Linked DNA regions of Mus musculus: all the other regions are linked to region 3. Evidence: chromatin contacts called from public promoter capture Hi-C data. All regions are on one chromosome and are shown on one strand. The core of a region is the stretch at or near the end of the contact, and the rest is flanking DNA. Distances in the headings are between cores, read along the strand shown.

Region 1 (2,700 bases), core at 95-2,594, 350 kb after region 3:
GAACAGGGCAGGAAGCCTGGCTGAACATCATCCCAGCACTTGGGAGGTGGAGGCAGCAAAGTGAGGATGAAGCCAGCCTGGTCTACATGAGGAGCTGGATGTCAGCCTAGGTTATAAGAGTCTGTCTTCAAAATCAGAATAATGATGATGTAGGAACGATTTGCCTAGTTCTTCCCAATCCTAACAGCGAAAGTAATTCCCTTGTACAAAGGAGGAAACCAAGAGGTTTGGCGAGATTAGCGATTTCGCCTAAGGCCACACAGCAAGCTGACAGCAGCCGGCGCTGGGCATCAAACTCAAAGGCTGTCTGTCAGTTCAAACAAAAACTTGTTTCTAGTTCCTGAGGAGTCACTGGAGGTAAAAGGGATCAAGTAGATGTCTTCGGACCCGCACAAAACACTTGCCTTCGGTGTTTTAAAATAAAAAACCCTATCTTAAAAACTGGGAAGGGCCAAGGGACTCAAAAGAAAAACAATGCCGCCGAGAGCAAACGTCCCCAGGCATCTTTCACTTTTTAGGCAAACATTTTGAAGCCATGGAAGAAATTCTTTATTTTTCCTTCAAAATCTGCAATAATGAAATTTATCAAAAAAAAAAATAATAAACATGAAGAAAGTAAGGTCTGGAGACCGAAGAGGGCTCATGACTGTGTCCAAGCTACACTGGGCATCAATAACTGAGGTAAAAATGTTGCTCCCGACGCCCGACCACAGGGCATTGGGATCCCACCCGTTACAAACGAGGCCAGAAAAGCCCACGACACCTAGCCACTGTTCAAAGTTGGGGTCCACAGAAATTAAAGTGGGGGATCTGGATCTCTGAAACGCCAAAGGGAAGAAGCTTTGTCCAAGACCCTACGAGAACGCGCGCGCGGCCTTCACGCGGCCCAGAGCCACCCGCCTCGCCGGCCACAGTCAGGAAGCCGCCGCGGTCTCGCTGCACTGCGGCCTGAGACGCGCGCGCAGGGCTTCTTGACCCTCAGGCGCCGCCGTACCGCGACCCCGCTTTGGTCGCCCAGCTGCCCCCTCCCCCTCCCGGCGCCTCCGCTTCATTCAAACCGTCTTGCCCAAGCCCCGGGAGCCTGGTTCCGCCCGGGAGCCTCCATTCCTTACCTGGAGGTAACGGCGCCGTAACCTTCCTGGCGCCGCCCCCAACCCTCCACGAGGGGTCGGGGACAGAGTGGGCGTCTCGCTTCTCCTCAGGAAACAAAGAAGCCGTCTCCGCCGCTGCCAAGCGAGTGGGAAAGCCTCGCGCGCGCGCCCGCTGGGCTTCGCCAGGCCACCCCCCCCCACCGCACGCGCCCGCCGCGCGCCCCCGCCTCCCTGTCTACCCGCTCCACTTGCCCTGCTTCCGCTGCCCGGCCGGCCTCGTGCGCGCGCCAGCCCACCCTTCCGCTCTCTGCGCGCATGCTCAGCCATTCGCTGTGCGCACGCGTACTAGTCCTTTGAGGGCGCGAGGAGGTGGGCGGGCCCAGAGGCTGCACAAGATCCTGGTGCACCGCCCCTGTGGGGGGCTCGGGGCGGCTCTGCGCAAGCGCACATCTACCTCCCAGGCACGAAACTGGGCCTCAAGCCGGGAGGCATGCGCAGTGGGGGTAGCACTGCGGCGACGCTTAAAGGTTGGGGGAGGGGGTGGGTGGTCCAGATGGGAGATAGTAAGGATGAAATTAAAGTCCTCAGGCTCGGAGCAGTTGGAGCACCCAGGGAGGAAAGAGAAGCGGAGAGATGGCCAAGCTATCCCAGGACCGGCAGAGCCCACGCGGTGCTAAGTGCAGGCCCGGGAAACGCTTTGATCCTGGTTCTGGCGCTGCCCTGCCTGCTCTGCAAGACTCTGCCCTGGCCACATTTCCTGCAGAACCTGCTGAGGCCCAGTAATTAGCTTTACAAATATTTATTGAGCTGCTATCGGCTACTTGCTGCCCTCTATTACAGTCTGTGGGGAGGCAACCGAATGAATAAGTAAAATACAGAGTGTGAGGTAGAAACAGCCATATTCACAATTTAACTTCTGATTTCCAAGAAAGCCATTAGCCTTGGAGCATAGAACTCTGTCCAAATCTGTAGATTCATGCCTCTGGTTGAGTTTTTAAAATATTTGGTAGTGTTCGGGAGGCAGAGGCAGGTGGATCTCTTGAGTTTGTTACCAAGGTGTTACTTGTTTTTGTTGTGTGTCTTTATGGTTTGTTTGTTTGTTTGTTTGTTTGTTTTTATTTTTTTGGTTTTTCGAGACAGGGTTTCTCTGTGTAGCCCTGGCTGTCCTGGAACTCACTCTGTAGACCAGACTGGCCTCGAACTCAAGAAATCCGCCTGCCTCTGCCTCCCGAGTGCTGGGATTAAAGGCGTGCGCCACCACGCCCGGCTGTCTTTAGTTTTTTAAGACGGGTTTTCTTTGTGTAGCCGTGGCTGTCCTGGCACTTGCTCTAGACTAAGCTGGCCTCGAACTCAGACATCTTCCTTCCTGAGTGCTGCATGCATGTACCAATCCAGCTTGGTCTTTTACATAGTGAGGTTCCAGGGCAGCCATGGATACAAAGTGAGACCTTCTCTAAGTAAACAAACAAAAGGGTGTTTTCTGCCACAAAGAACAAAAAAGAATGTTTCAGGCCATTAAATCACTGGCCTGCTACTGCCTCTTAAACGCTAGGGTTACAGACCCAAGATACCAAGACTGGCAAACTATCATGGTATTTTCGCTTGGTTG
Region 2 (2,700 bases), core at 106-2,605, 300 kb before region 3:
CCTCCTGAGTGCTGGGCTTAAAGGCATTCACCACCACGCCTGGCTGCATTCTCTTTATCTTATTCATGTTTGTTTCAGACGTAGGCACATTCCACACAAGACTGTGATGTTAAACCAGCAAGTGCAGAAATGTAACTAGCTGGGCAGAAAATTCTCTCTCTCTCTCTCTCTCTCTCTCTCTCTCTCTCTCTCTCTCTCTCTCCCTCCCTCTCTGTCTCTCTGTCTCTGTCTCTGTCTCTCTCTCTCAACCTTCTATTAGCACATTTGATAATGGAGTTTGTAGAACTGGGGGGAAATGTCACATCATTTATAATCTAAAAAAATAAATTTGTTCACTTATAGTCTATTAACCAAGAATTATTAAGACATAAAACACTTAACATTTGACCATTTATAGTATTGAACAATGCTTTATATGCTTAAATTTTATCTGAGTTTATTTCATACTACATGAACACATACTTTTATAATCATAAAGATGACTTCTACAAAGACAGTCACAGCCAGTCTGCCTCCAGCTTAGGTTTGCAAGCCATCTTATAATAAAGACAAATTAGGTTCATTCCTATTTATGCATAAATCTGCTCAAGGATTGGACTACATCCCGACTGTACCTAAGTACAAATGGTTCTGTACTGCCTGCTCCGGGGAAAGTCAACCATGCTTTTGTTTTAAAAGTTACTGTGACCAACTTGTTACATTTATGTTCTGCTTCTGTAACTCCAACTATCTGCCTGTCAAATCCTCCATTTGTAAACTCCCTGCTTCTGAATTATAAAAGCCCTAATCTTACCCATGTCCAAATGCTGAACTCTTGAAACCTACCTTTGGGGAGAGACATCCCGTGGGCAGGAATTTTTAAAAGCTTGCTTTAATTAATTTGGCCCTGATGATCTGGTCGGTGGTCTTCTCCAGTTGTGGAAATAATAGAGGCATACACTTTTTATCCCATCACAGGGAATGCAGAGACAGGTAGATAGATCTATGTGAGTTCACAGCCAGCCTAGTCTACATAGCAAGTTCCAGAGCAGGACTACATAGAGAGATTTAAAAAAAAAAAAAAAGTAATGCTACTATTTCTCTTTATAAATACACATTAGATGATATAACCTTAAGTAGAGGTTGGCGCTGGTTTTCCTATAGGAAGCCCTGCCTTACAATACAGCCAAGAACTTGTCAATCTTTTTAAATTCACCAATGGTTGGTGACATTTAAGGTTGAGAAGGTGAGACAGGAAGCTCTGTCTCTGAAAACCGTAACGACAAATGTCCAATCAGACACACAGACAGAGAGTAGGGGCGGGCCTCAGTCTTCTGTAGTCCTGGGCTCTGACTACCTCCTGCCCCACTGTCCCACATGTTCTCCGTGTTGGATCCTGTCCAGGTGTTCCGCGCTCGCCCAGAAGTCCGGAGAGGTTCTGCCTGCCGCCGCGTGTCACATTTCCCCACTGAGAACCACAGTGAGAGCTCTGGGTGTCCCGGAATCCTGAGATGGTGAGTCTGTGGCAGGTCCAGAAGCCGAGCCCCTTTGTCCCCGGGCTGCGGGGTTGGGGCTGAGCGGGCTCCAGGAATCCTGTCCCGTCCCTGGTCCCTGCAGGGACCCGAGCCCTGCTGCAGCGCTTGCCGCAGCTCTGGCCCGGAGCCTGGGACTTGCGGGCCTGCACGGGAAACGGTAACCTGGACCCAGTCGATCGGCTCTCTGTTGTCTCTGCCCCTTGGCCACACATCTCTGTCCCCATGGTCCCCGCAGTTCAATTCCTGAGACGCTGTATCTGGAGTTTGGGGTGTTAAGTCTGGTGCCTAGACGATCCTGTCCCTGGGACCTCGGGCTCTATTCCGTTTCCCAGGATCCTGGAACCCCATCTATCTGTGGCATGAACTCGGAACCCACCCCTAGGAAGCACTTCCATTTTCTGTGTCGGCGTTGGGATTGAACTGTGTCACCGTGAACATGGATGTGAAGCCTTTTACTCTTTTGGCAGCTGGGTCTCATTGTGTTGCCCTGGTTAGCCTAGAACTCATTATGTAGACTGTGCTAGCCTTAAACTCATAGAAATCTCCCAGCTTCTGCCACTCCAGGGCTGGGATTAAAGGAGTGCTGTTTTACTTTCGTTGAGACAGGTTCTTATGTAGCTGGGAATGACCTTGGTCCTCTGTCTGATCTTCATCCTTGAGGCCATTTTCTAACTTTCAGATTTCTGTTCCTTTAGATACATCGCGGCGGTAGTGATTGCTGGGTCCTTTGGTAGTTCTATGTTTACGGCTTTAAGGAACTGGACTATAAATTTATAAAATGTTTGCACTAATTTTCATACTAAGAACAGAGTACTTTTTTTTTTTTTTTTTTTTTTTTTTTTTGAGTCAGGATTTCTCTGTGTAGCCCTGGCTGTCCTGGAACTCACTTTGTAGACCAGGCTGGCCTCGAACTCAGAAATCCGCCTGTCTCTGCCTCCCGAGTGCTGGGATTGAAGGCGAGCGCCAGCACGCCCGGCTCACACACAATTTTTATAGTTTTGTTTAGAGTTTAGGAGTCCTGCTATCTGATACATTCAATATCTGGCGTGACTCTGTTAGACTTCAAGCTGTCAACAGCCATTGAAGAGAGCACCCAAGTGGTGTCTGTGAATAGTTCCATTTTTCCAGCCCTTCCCACATACGGGTGAAGATTTTAGGTCATGGAGGTGGTTACAGGCTCTCTTCT
Region 3 (2,700 bases), core at 118-2,617:
TATGTGTCTGTTCATGTATGTATGTATCCATGCATCTACCCATGTATGTATGTATGTACGTACTATGTACTTATGTATGTATATGTATGCATCCACCTATCTCTGTATTTGGGGGGTTCTGGGGATAAACCCAGGGTTTTCCACCTGCTAGGCAAGTGCTGTACCACTACCCGCCATTCAACTTTGTTTTTTTTATTTTTAAGTATAGAAAGCACAGGTCTGGGGCTGGTGAGATGGCTCAGGGGTAAGAGCACCCGACTGCTCTTCCAAAGGTCCGAAGTTCAAATCCCAGCAACCACATGGTAGCTTACAACCACCTGTAACAGAGATCTGATGCCCTCTTCTGGTGCGTCTGAAGACAGCTACAGTGTACTTACATATAATAAATAAATAAGTCTTAAAAAAAAAAAGAAAAGAAAGAAAGCACAGGTCTGTGATCTGAGCACTCAGAAGCTTGGGTCAGGAGGATTGCCACAGTTCCAAGACGGCCTGGGCTATTTAGTGACATCCTGCATGGAAGAAAGCAAGCAATACTGGAGCTGTAGAGTTGGCAGAGCCCTTGCTCAGTAAGGTGAAGCTCTGGGTTCCAGTCCCAGCACCACATAGGTGGTGCATGCCTGTCATCCCAACACCCAGGAAGTGAAAGCAGGAGGACCAGGAGTCTAACATCATCCTTAGTTATTCAGGGAGCTTGATGTCAGCTTGGGATACACTGTCTCCAAAACAATCAGGGCTGGTGAGACGGATGGCTCAGGTGAGCTGGCTCAGCTGGTCAAAGATTTTTCTGCCAATACTGAAGACCTCAGCTTAATACCAGGAGCACAAGGCAGGAGAGAGCTGACTCCCCAAGTTGTTCTGTGCTGTCCACAAGCATCCTGCTGCATTTGTGCATGCACACACATGCACACACACACAAATGTAATTTTAAAAATAGTAAATATTTCATATTCCCAAATCCGTGTAATTCATAAACAGAAAACACCATAGCACGTGTCTGTCACGCTACACAGCCTGATTCCACTCACACACCCAGTTGCTAGTTGTCTTTAGGATTCTTATTTTGAACTGAGCTGGGGAAGAGATACTGGCTGGAGCGAGAGCCTCTCTTCCATCTGTGGCCTGCCGGCTGCACAGCAGGCTGGATTCACAGATGCCCGGACTAGACCTAGACGGTGAAACAACATAAGTCACTTGTCCGTGACCACATTAGCAAAGCCACCCGAAACAAAACTCTGCTGTCTGCCCCACCCCCTACACTGGTTTAGGCAGTGGCTGTGCCCAAGAAGGCCCCTGTTCCCTTGGTGGCTGTAGCTTATCTGTCCCCAGCCTGCAAGCTGGCCCCGCCCCCTGGAAGGAGCTGCCACTTAGAAGCTCCTGGTCAGCTGTGTCCGGCAGCTGCTGCTGACCCAGCTGTGGACTAGGGGAAAGGGGAAAGAGGAAAGGGAAGGAGAGGTGGGGGGGACGAAACAGGGGCGCTGGAGCCCTGAGCTTCCTGAAGCTAGGGCTGCATCATGGACAAACTCAGGGTGCCCCTCTGGCCTCGGGTAGGCCCCCTCTGTCTCCTACTTGCTGGGGCAGCCTGGGCACCTTCACCCAGCCTCCCGGACCCCAAGTTTGAGAGCAAAGGTAAGAACTGTACATGGGCAATGCTGTGGTCTGAATTCCCAGCCCGAGTCCCAGGGGCTAAATGTCCCCTGAACCTCCAGATGGGGTCCTAGGGGCCAAACTGGTGTCTGAACTCGATGAGGCATCTCAGAGTCTCCTCGCCCTGGAGTGATGCTCAGGGCAGAGGCTTAAGATTGGTTGGTTTGTTTGTTTGTTTGTTTGTTTGTTTGTTTGTTTGAAGCAGGATCTCGCTAGACATTCCAGGATGTCCTGGAATTGCTAGGATGAAAGGCATGTGTCACTCGCCTGTACTGTTTCTGGTTTTGAGGCGGCGTCTGTGTAGCCAAAGCTGCCCTCAGACTCATTATGTAATTGAGGTTGAGCTTGAATTCCTGATTCTCCTGCCTCCACCTCCAGTTGCTGGGATGACCTGCAAGAGCCAACACATTCGGCTCTGTTTCGTGTTTTGAGGGAGTCTGGGATATGGTAGAAATGGCAAGGGTAAGGTAGTGCTAGGTCCGCTCTCCTGGGGGAGGGGATCGAGCTCCCAGAGACTGTGAAACAGACCCGCTGCAGACTGTAAACTCAGTTTGGCGGGCGGATGGTGCTAGGTCCTTTGGACGGCTTGCTAGGAGGAGGAAGGGGGCGGGGGACACGGTTGGCGCTATCGGGGGACAGCCGGGTGCCTGCGGGAACCGATAGGAGGCCGAGTTCTCTGCGCTCACACACACCCGCTAGGGCGGGGCGAACAGCGCTCAACTTGCAGGGTGAGTGGGCGTGCGCACGGAGGAGTAGAACAAGGCAGGCGGGGTCGCTACTCTTGGGAGTTCTGAGGCGCCACTTTTGCAAGACCCCTCGAAGGCCCTTTTGGAGAAGAGGGCGGGGCACTAAAATTATCGGATCTGCACAGGCGACAAGAGGGAGGGTAAGGGCACCGTGGAAGGCAGACCTGGGCTTCCCTGATCTCCCCCTCCCCCCGCCATGGCTATCCCCTTTTCTAGCGGCCCTGCTGGCATCCCGGGGCTCCGAAGAACTTCTGTGCTTCACCCAACGCTTGGAAGACTTGGTGTGTTTCTGGGAGGAAGCGGCGAGCTC

What was found. Promoter capture Hi-C pulls out the DNA fragments that hold promoters and counts their contacts.
Region 1: a promoter capture Hi-C map of stem cell-derived epiblast-like cells shows a contact between it and region 3, with 5 times the contacts expected there. The contact joins the promoter of Smarca4 here to the promoter of Epor in region 3. A contact is called at or near these places in 15 of 39 promoter capture datasets (the 3T3-L1 cell line, the HPC-7 cell line, the SN4741 cell line and 7 more), 10 of 484 Hi-C or Micro-C datasets (the HL-1 cell line, adipose-derived mesenchymal stem cells, cerebellum and 2 more), 7 of 115 datasets of contacts at active chromatin or transcription factors (the SCID.adh cell line, embryonic stem cells and epiblast stem cells) and 3 of 9 other capture datasets (adipose tissue, embryonic stem cells and pancreatic islet).
Region 2: a contact with region 3 is called in a promoter capture Hi-C map of pre-B cells. The contact joins the promoter of Zfp599 here to the promoter of Epor in region 3. A contact is called at or near these places in 11 of 39 promoter capture datasets (the C10 cell line, the HPC-7 cell line, cranial neural crest and 8 more), 2 of 115 datasets of contacts at active chromatin or transcription factors (embryonic stem cells and extraembryonic endoderm stem cells) and 2 of 9 other capture datasets (adipose tissue and liver).

The regions. Positions count from the first base shown.
Region 1 is chr9:21,614,813-21,617,512 of GRCm38.p6, reverse strand. It overlaps Smarca4 (SWI/SNF related, matrix associated, actin dependent regulator of chromatin, subfamily a, member 4), which reads right to left and starts at 1,344. Exons shown (of 34, transcript NM_001174078.1): 1 at 1,113-1,344.
Region 2 is chr9:22,258,550-22,261,249 of GRCm38.p6, reverse strand. Zfp599 (zinc finger protein 599) reads left to right here and starts at 1,355. Exons shown (of 5, transcript NM_181419.3): 1 at 1,355-1,493. The coding sequence starts at 1,491. It overlaps Gm39307 (predicted gene, 39307), which reads right to left and starts at 1,148. Exons shown (of 2, transcript NR_166680.1): 1 at 826-1,148.
Region 3 is chr9:21,962,243-21,964,942 of GRCm38.p6, reverse strand. It overlaps Epor (erythropoietin receptor), which reads left to right and starts at 1,367. Exons shown (of 8, transcript NM_010149.3): 1 at 1,367-1,626; 2 at 2,607-2,700. The coding sequence starts at 1,512.